2 separate regions of the Sus scrofa genome follow, and region 1 is linked to region 2. Evidence: chromatin contacts called from public Hi-C data. All regions are on one chromosome and are shown on one strand. The core of a region is the stretch at or near the end of the contact, and the rest is flanking DNA. Distances in the headings are between cores, read along the strand shown.

Region 1 (4,012 bases), core at 902-3,401, 48 kb before region 2:
GATAAAAGAAGTCCCTGCAGGAATGCAACACTGAAGGTGCATAGCTGATGTCAGCCCACCTCCTCGCTCAGCATCTTTGCACAGTCAACAACCTGAACAACTCAACCTCACCCAAGATGCCCGGCAGGGAAGGGGCAGGAGAGAATTCATTGGAAGATGCTTGTGTCAATCATCATAGACCTGCCAATCAGCTGCCAAGGTGGTCAATTGAAACTAAGGGGCAGGACCCAGGAGGTCTGGAAAATCCAAAAGGTATGGGAAAGTCCAAGAGTTTGTGAGGATCCGTCTTTGGCCCTGGCAAAGAAGGGATTCAGAGTTCCAGGAGGGGGACAGGAAGTAGCCTGGACAGCAGCAACTGGAGGCAGGCCAGGGCTGGGTGGGCAGGAAGCGGGGCAGAGAGCCTTTGAGGTGGTGGCAGTCTTTGAGGGCTGGCACCTAGTTATCGCAGGATCAGAAACTCAGCTTTTGAAACCAGACTGGTTTTTACACTTCTGGCATTTTTCTTTGTTTATTTCCTTTCTGTTCTCCTTTAACATTTAGTACAATTCAAAAATATTTTTTTGTGGTTAATATGTGTAGAGAAGGTAAAATGAAGATTTTTTTTTTTTTAAATACCATTCTATCCTAACCTGAGCACTGTAGTAAGAGCTGGGTTTTAAAGGGGCAGGAGCCCTCCCCTCAACACCCCCCTCCCCCCTCCCTGGGGCTGGGAAGTGGCAAGATGGGGAGGGGTGGGTGGGTAGGGAGTCTCCGGAGCCACCACCCCTCTCCTGGAGGTGACACTTCCCAAGCTCCCCTCTGCCCCTGCCTCTGCTACCCCACCCCCATCTGGCTTTCTGATTCTGCTCCACAAGCCAGGTCCAATCCTGCTGGAGATGATCGCCCTTATCTTTTATTTGTAAATTACACATCCCAATGGTTTGTGTGATGCTTTGTTTGTTTGTTTGTTTTAGCACCCATGGCCGAGCACGTGGAGCTTCCCAGACCAGGGGTCGAATCAGAGCTGTAGCCACTAGCCTATACCACAGCCACAGGAACGCCAGATCCGAGACTCATCTGTGACCTACACCCCAGCTCACGGCCATGCCAGATCCTTAACCCGCGGAGCAAGACCAGGGATCGAACCTGGGTCCTCAAGGATACGTGTCAGATTCATTTCCGCTGAGCCATGATGGGAAGTCCCCAAACGGTTTTGAGAAGCGCAAAATCCCCTCTTTTTTTTTTTTTTTTTTTTCTGGCCATAGACATGAACTCATAGGAAAAGGTAAGCCTTGAGAGTCAGATCTGAGATCCCCAGAAGAGTTTACAAGCTGTGTGACCTAGGGCTAGTGGCTTAACCTCTCTGAGCTTCCTGCTCCATGACATTTACAAGGAGGAAACAACTTTCTCTCCCAACCAGGTTGTTTGGGAGGATTTAACTGCGGGGAAAGTGCCTGGCTTGTAAAAGAATCTTAGTAAAAAGTCAGTTCCTTTCTCCACTGCCCACCATGACCTCTTCCCAGGGACATGGGACAGGAAGAGGGGAATTTCTCCCACAGGACTGGCATGGTTTGGGGACATTTTTGTTGGCCCAGCCAGCTGGGGACTCAAAAGATCTGTGACACAGAACTGTGACCTGGGGTGGGGGAAGGGGGAGAGGCAGGAAGCAGGAAGCAAAGTAGCCTTTAACAAAAGTAGCAATAACCACAATCAGTCATTGATTGGCTCCGGTCCAGTCCTCCAGTCCGGGTCCCGGGATGCTGGCAGGCTGGGATCAAGTGTGATGGGACCATGCCAAGGTGGCGGGGGCCGGGGGGGAGGATTTGGGGGTCTCCCTCTTTGCAGTCTTGCTGAGCTGAGTGGGTGCATGTCCAGGCTGCGGTGGGCACAAGCCGGGTACCGCAGAGGGCAGCCCTGTCTCCGGTCACAGGAGGGAATGGGGTGGGGAGAGCCTAGCAGGGGCTGGCAGGGGTCAGAGAGAGAAAGCAGTGCCGCTAAGGATGTGTGTCCAGGAAGAGAGGAGAAAAGAGAGGAATTCCAGGCTCTGACCCCAAACCCCTCGGCCCTGCTGGAGGAAGCGCAGGCCCTCCCATCACTCACCCAGTGTCCTGCAGCCTTGAACTGCAGCTCATGGACCGCGGGCTTCTGGGCGGCCTCTGGTTCCTTGGTCCATGTCTGCGATAATAACTTGTTGCTGGCGCAGACCCCCAGGGCCGGCCGGCTGGCTGGCTGGCTGGCCGAGGAGGGAGGGAGGCAGAGCGGAGGGAGGCAGGGCGGGTGGGCGGGCGGGCGGAGGGAGCGGGCTGAGCTGGCTTTTCCCACCTCCCTCCTCCCTGCTCCCTCCCCTCCAGCCTCTGGGTTCTGCAGAGATAAAGGGAGCCCTGGATTTCCTTTGCTTAACCCTGCGGCAGTCCAAGAGGTTCTTGTTGAATTCAGAGACCCAGTGAGGTCCCAGCAGGAAGGGGTGTAAGGCCCCCCCCCGCTGTGCAGAGCTGGGAAATCTGAGGAAATTGAGACCGGGGTAGGGGAAGAGCAGGAGCCCCAAAAGTTGCTCAGGAAGGAGGAGCAGTGCTGGAAACCCAATGCTGGATGCTGCGGGGCTCCGGCCTTAGCTGAAGAGCTCATCAGTTCTGAGTCACCGAGGCAGGAGGCCCCGCGGAGAGGGCACGGGCACCAACCCAGTGGCCTCAGCTTGGAATCCTGGCACTGGCCCCACGGGCCAGTCCCTCCCCTGCCCGCAGCCCCTAGGCGTCTGTAAAACTCCACTCCCAGCCCCATCCACACCAGTCTCCAGGGAGGGTTTGCTGAATACATGTTCACTGAGTGTGGGTATCACCTCCTCGGGTATCTGGGGAGGGTGGCAGCCAGGTCAATCCCCCTACCCCCTATGGACACAAATGTCCTCCTCCTCTGCCTGGAATGTTGCCGTGATTGTCCATCTTCCTGGTTTTCCAGAGCCAATCTCCCTTGGAAATGCCACCCTGAGAAGTTCACAGGAGGGCAGCCTGTACAGAAAGCCCCTGGGCCCCAGGAGAGGTCCTGCCTCAGCTTCTTTAGGCTGCAGGTAATTTAGCAAAGGCTGCAGCCCTGGTTCCCTGGGGTCAGAGACCCCTGTGCAAAGACTGTCCCAAACGCCCCTCACCCTCCAGCCCCCTCTCATTCTATATTTGCTGAGCTCCCTGCCCGGGCCAGCCTTCATCTTTGCAGGGGCTTTCGGGACCCCCGAGGGTACTGATATCCAGCATTTCTACTCTTCTAACCCCAGCCTCGGGGGTAAGGGAGCTAGTGGCGGGAGCTGATGTGACCTGCCCAGGGTCACACAGTTAGGGAAGAGGCACCACAATCCTGTTCCATGTTCTCTGTCCCACTGGAGTTCCCATGATGGCACAGCTGGGCACAGCTGTGGGCAAAGGTTACAGTTGGGGGTCTGTCCCCTGGGCAGAGGGAAGTGGTGACATTCTCACCTTTGGGGGCCACAGGAGTACAGCTAACTGAGCAGGGCCCTGTGGGGCTCCTGGATACAACAGCCTTTCTGGGTCCCCCATTTTTTGTTTTTAGGAAATGGGCCTCCTTCAGCCTCTGTGACCTTCCCTGAGGGCCAAGGGGCAGGTTCAGACAGCTGCTGAGCAGGGAAGGAAGGGGTGCAGAGACAGGGGAGGGTCCTGGGTCCCTCTCAAGGGCTGCACATAATGATGTAGGCATCGCATACACCTAAAAGTTATCTTCCTTATGCTTCTTTTAAAAATGAATACTTTATTCTTTATTTATTCATTTATTCATTTTTGGTCTTTTTAGGGCCACACCCACAGCATATGGAAGTTCCCAGGCTAGGGGTTGAATTGGAGATGCAGCTGCTGTGCTACACCACAGCCACAGCAATGCTGGATCCTTAACCCACTGAGCGAAGCCAGGGATTGAACCTGCGATACTAGTTGGGTTCGTTACCACTGAGCCACGATGGGAACTCTCTAGAAATAAATACCTTAAAATGGAACAGCTTAGGAGTTCCCACCGTGGGGCAGCGGAAACGAAT
Region 2 (4,251 bases), core at 640-3,139:
TTCATAGTTGGTAGAGGTGGCCATTATTGGAACTGTCATTGTCCTCCACCTGCTGGGCTGGGAGGGGGCGGACACGGGGGGGGGGGGACGACACAGGTAACGCTGGTTCTTCCCTTGCTCTGCTTGGTTTCATCACTTCCTGCTCCGAGGGGGCTGACCGCCCTCTTCTCCCCACCCCCTCCCCCCGTCCTGCCGCCAAGGTAACTTTGAGCGACTGGAACGATGCCCTTGGCTTCCGCCCTCCCCTCCTCATATCAGATGCAAAGCAGAAGTGAGCAGAGCTGCACCGGCAGGCAGATAACGGCAGCGGGTGCATCACCATCAGCGGAGGGCTGCCGGATACACCCGCCCACCCCAGGCCAGGCCGATCGAGCCTCTCAAAGCCTCAGGCTGCCCCTCTGTAGGATGGGAGGCTTGGAGGGGAGGCCCATCCAGCTAGAACATGCCAGAATGTGTGTGGATGGAGCTACAGAAAACCCACCCCAGGAGGTGCCTCTGGGCAGAACGCTAAGACAACGGAGCGGGCAGGCAAGAGAGACTGGCATTTTGAACCTGTCATGTGCAGGGGAGGACACTGAGGATGTGACAATCTGAGGTCCCTGAGATCTGACAGCCGAGGAGCCCCCTCAGCGGAGCCTGGCCCGCATTGATCAGCTCACCCGCCACCCTTCTCTCCTCCTTCCCAGCGGGGCCTCTCTCACCCCTCCCCCCACCTCCTCCCCCACATCCACCCACACCCTCCCCAGCCAGGCAGGCCTGGGGGTGAGAGGCGCTCTTGACTGAGCGTATAGGCACAGGACCAACACTCAGAACATCCCAAGTGACCTGGCATCAAGGGCCTCTTTGCAGACAACAGAGCTGTTCAGAGAGGCATTGTGACTCACCCAAGGCCACACAGCAGTGCAAGCCAGTGACTAGAGCCCAAGCCAGCCTGGGGACCACCCCCTGCCGGCATCCACAGTTAAGACTGAGGGTGCATGGGAGACCTGCCCCAGGTCTCGGGGTGCAGGTGAGGGGCCCCGGGCACACCCGAGTTCAGTCCTGTACCCTCAACCCAGGCAGCTTCCGGGGTGAGGTGGGCAGCGAGGGTGAAGCTCACTGTCCTGAGGTTCCCTCTGGGCCCTGGGAGAAAAAGGGAGTGGTTCCTCCAGCTGCCTCCCAGGGACCCTGGATCTGCAGGGCAGGGGAAGCCGCCTCCCAGGGGCGTGGGGAGGGGGAGGGCCTCAGGGCTCCCCCAGGAGGGAGCTGGGAGCAAGTCCCACCAGGTACCTACCCATCTCCCACCACCACACACTTGATGGCCTGCATGGCGTCTGAGGCCTGGGAGGCGGTGGTGGTGACAGCTGGGGGCGCGGAGCGCTTCTGCAGGCACCGGGGCTGTGGAGAGCCTGGAGGGGGGCCCTGAGCGAGGAGCAGCAGCAGCAGCGGGACAGGAGGCAGGAGGAAGCGGAAGGGGAACTTACCCAAGCTGCTGCCCCCGCGGCCGTTTGCAGAAGGCGGAGCATGCGGTCTGGCAGAACCACCGGAGGGTGGGGTGGCTGTCAGGTGCTGGGCAGAGCCCTACCCTGGGCATCCCTGCTCTGGAGCACCAACCGGAGACCTGGGGACCCTCTCAGCTGGAGGCTTCCTCCCAAGGGCAGGGCCAGAGCTGTTCTTTGAGAACTCGAGGCTTCCAAAGACGTAGCTCACCTCAATTCTAAGCAATAAGCATTTAATGAGCACCTACGGTGTGCCAGGCACTGTACTGGGTGCTGATGAGTCCAGGATGTGAGTGGTACTACAGCAGGTCCCGGTGGAAGATACAGTCCCATCACAGGTGTCCATAAAACGGGGCAGGAAGTGATGGGGCCACGGAAGACTGACAGGGAGGGGACCACAGAATCACACAGAGGGTGAGCTGGCGCTTGCGAAGTGGCGTTCAAGCCAGGACTTGAAAGCTGGTGTCAGAGAGAGGACCGGCCAGAGGGGACAGCCTGGCCAAGCAGCGGGGCCAGTGTGGGACCCCTTGAATGTGGAGGGAGATGGGGGGATGAGGCAGAAAGGGAGGTGGGGATCAGCTGATGGAGAAGGGGAAACAGAAGGCAGCGCCCAGGCCAGCCAGGCCCCGCGCTGGAGGCCCCCCAGGTCTCCGGAATTGTGGCCCATCTTAACAATGCTGAAACAGAGGCTCTGAGAAATCAGTTTGCTGACTAGGAAAGCCCTGCCTGAAATCAACCCCGAGGCTAGGGGCCTCCACATTCTTCCCTCACCCCAGCTGCAGTCTGGACACAGAGCCTGAATTCTGTAGCAGGTGGGGAGGGCGAGGGCGCCCCGTTGGCCTCAGGGAGACTCAGGGTCTGAGCAGCCCTGGACCCTTGCCCCGGGCTCCAAGTTCACCTGCTCTTTCTCTTCGCCGCCACTGCTCTCCACGCCCAGCGCCCTTCCAGCTCCAGGGACAAGGGGCAGGAGGGGATGGGCAGAGCCACCAGTCACCCACCCCAGACTCACGCAGGACAAACTGGGAAACCAGTAGAAGGGTGTGGAGTGCCAGGTGCTGGGCGCCCAGCACCCCTCCCACTCCCTGCCCTGGGGGCACCTGGAGCTGAACCTTCCAGAAGCTTACACACAAGCTACAGCGTTGCTGAAAATGGCTTTTGCAGAAAGGGAAATGCAGTCTCTCCACGGACCTGCGCCAGCACTTGGCCAGCCAATGATTAAAACCTGCCAACAAACATCTGTGCTCTGCACGGGTGGAGCTGAGGCAGTGGAAGGCACTTCGCGGCACCCAGCTGGGGTCAGGGAGGCCAAGTGTCCCCCGATGACCCACCCCGGGTGCCACACAGGCCACACCGAAGGACTTCGTTCTGGCTACTCCCCCAAATCCACATTCTTTTCCCAACCACCACGACCCTACAGGGCAACCTCCGTGTTAATCTAACAAAAACAATGCACTAAGTGTAATGTGGGATCTTGGATTAGATCCTGGAACGAGAAAAAAAATTAGTGGAAAAAGTTACAAAATCCAAAACAAATCTGAAATTAGATATCGGTATTGTACCAAGTGTTAGTTTCGACAAATGCACTGCGGTTATGCAAATGCTGTGAACATAAGGGGAAACTGGGTGAAGGATATTGTGAATTTTCTTACTGTTCCTGCAATTTTGCTAGAAATCTGAAATTATTCCAAAATAAAATGCTTATTAAAGAAAAAAAAAAGAGGCGTCCCCGCTGGGGTGCAGTGGGTTAAGACTCCAACCACAGCAGCTCAGGTCACTACAGAGGGGTGGGTTTGATCCCTGGCCTGGGAACTTCCATGTGCCTCAGGTGAAGCCATAGAGAAAAGAAATAAAATTTTTTAAAAAGATAAAAGGAAAAGAAAAAAGTACAAAGCAGCTCTTTGGGAAGATATAGCCAATGAGAATGGTCCCATGACTCGGAAAGAGACAAATGCACTGGGTTTTATCCCCCATCACATGGAGCCTTGTTGTGCAGTAAACAACCTACCCAACCATACCTGGCCATGTTGGCTGTACAATCGCACCTGCTCTCCTTCCTAAGGAAGCTGCTTCTCCAGGACCGCCCTGGCAAAACTCTCCCTGACTCAGGGCCAATTGACTCCCTTCTTCAATCTGCATGTATCAATTATGCACCACTTAATACCTGGCTCTGAGCTGGTACTGCAGTGGATGCAAAACCAAGAAGACAGCTAGACACCCCTGAAGAACTGGTGACCTGTAATGAGAGTGACTCGGGGGTGGTGGAACCTCCGGACAGCTTGGGATGGCCCTGATCTGCAGGTGGGCCTGGGGTTGTGAGGACAGGCCAGGGTTGGCAGGGGAATGAGATGGGGGTGGGGCAGCCTGGAGGACAGTAGGGGCTAGAAGGACAGTGGCAGTCTCTGCCTGCTTCCAGTGCGGCAGCCACTGCTCTTCAGCCCCAGTGCTGTTGGTGGCTCTATCATTCATTTTACAGATGAGAAAACCAGGGCACAGAGAGGTTCATGAACTTGCTCGGGTTGACACACTCGCAGCCACCACACTGGAAGTGAATGCAGGTCCAAATCCCCTCATTTCACAGATGGGAAACTGAGGCTCGAGGCCATGAGAGCAAGGCCAAGATGCAGCAGCCCTGGCCTCCTGTCTAGTCCTCTTCAGCTTTTCTTTTTTTCTTCCTTTTTATTTTATTTTTTTTCTTAATATCTATGAGATATAGTTTACATACAAGAAATAAATCCATTTAAAGTATACAATTCCATTTATTCTCATAGATACA

The links. A called contact is a pair of places that touch in the nucleus more often than the background predicts.
Region 1: a contact with region 2 is called in a Hi-C map of liver, with 6 times the contacts expected there. The contact joins the promoter of C1QTNF6 here to the promoter of RAC2 in region 2. A contact is called at or near these places in 2 of 5 promoter capture datasets (both in liver), 19 of 47 Hi-C or Micro-C datasets (alveolar macrophages, blood, embryonic fibroblasts and 8 more) and 2 of 2 datasets of contacts at active chromatin or transcription factors (alveolar macrophages and skeletal muscle).

Annotation. Positions count from the first base shown.
Region 1 is chr5:10,600,008-10,604,019 of Sscrofa11.1, reverse strand. It overlaps C1QTNF6 (C1q and TNF related 6), which reads right to left and starts at 2,151. Exons shown (of 3, transcript NM_001142830.1): 1 at 2,080-2,151.
Region 2 is chr5:10,551,624-10,555,874 of Sscrofa11.1, reverse strand. It overlaps RAC2 (ras-related C3 botulinum toxin substrate 2), which reads right to left and starts at 1,889. Exons shown (of 7, transcript XM_013997536.2): 1 at 1,464-1,889. The coding sequence starts at 1,573.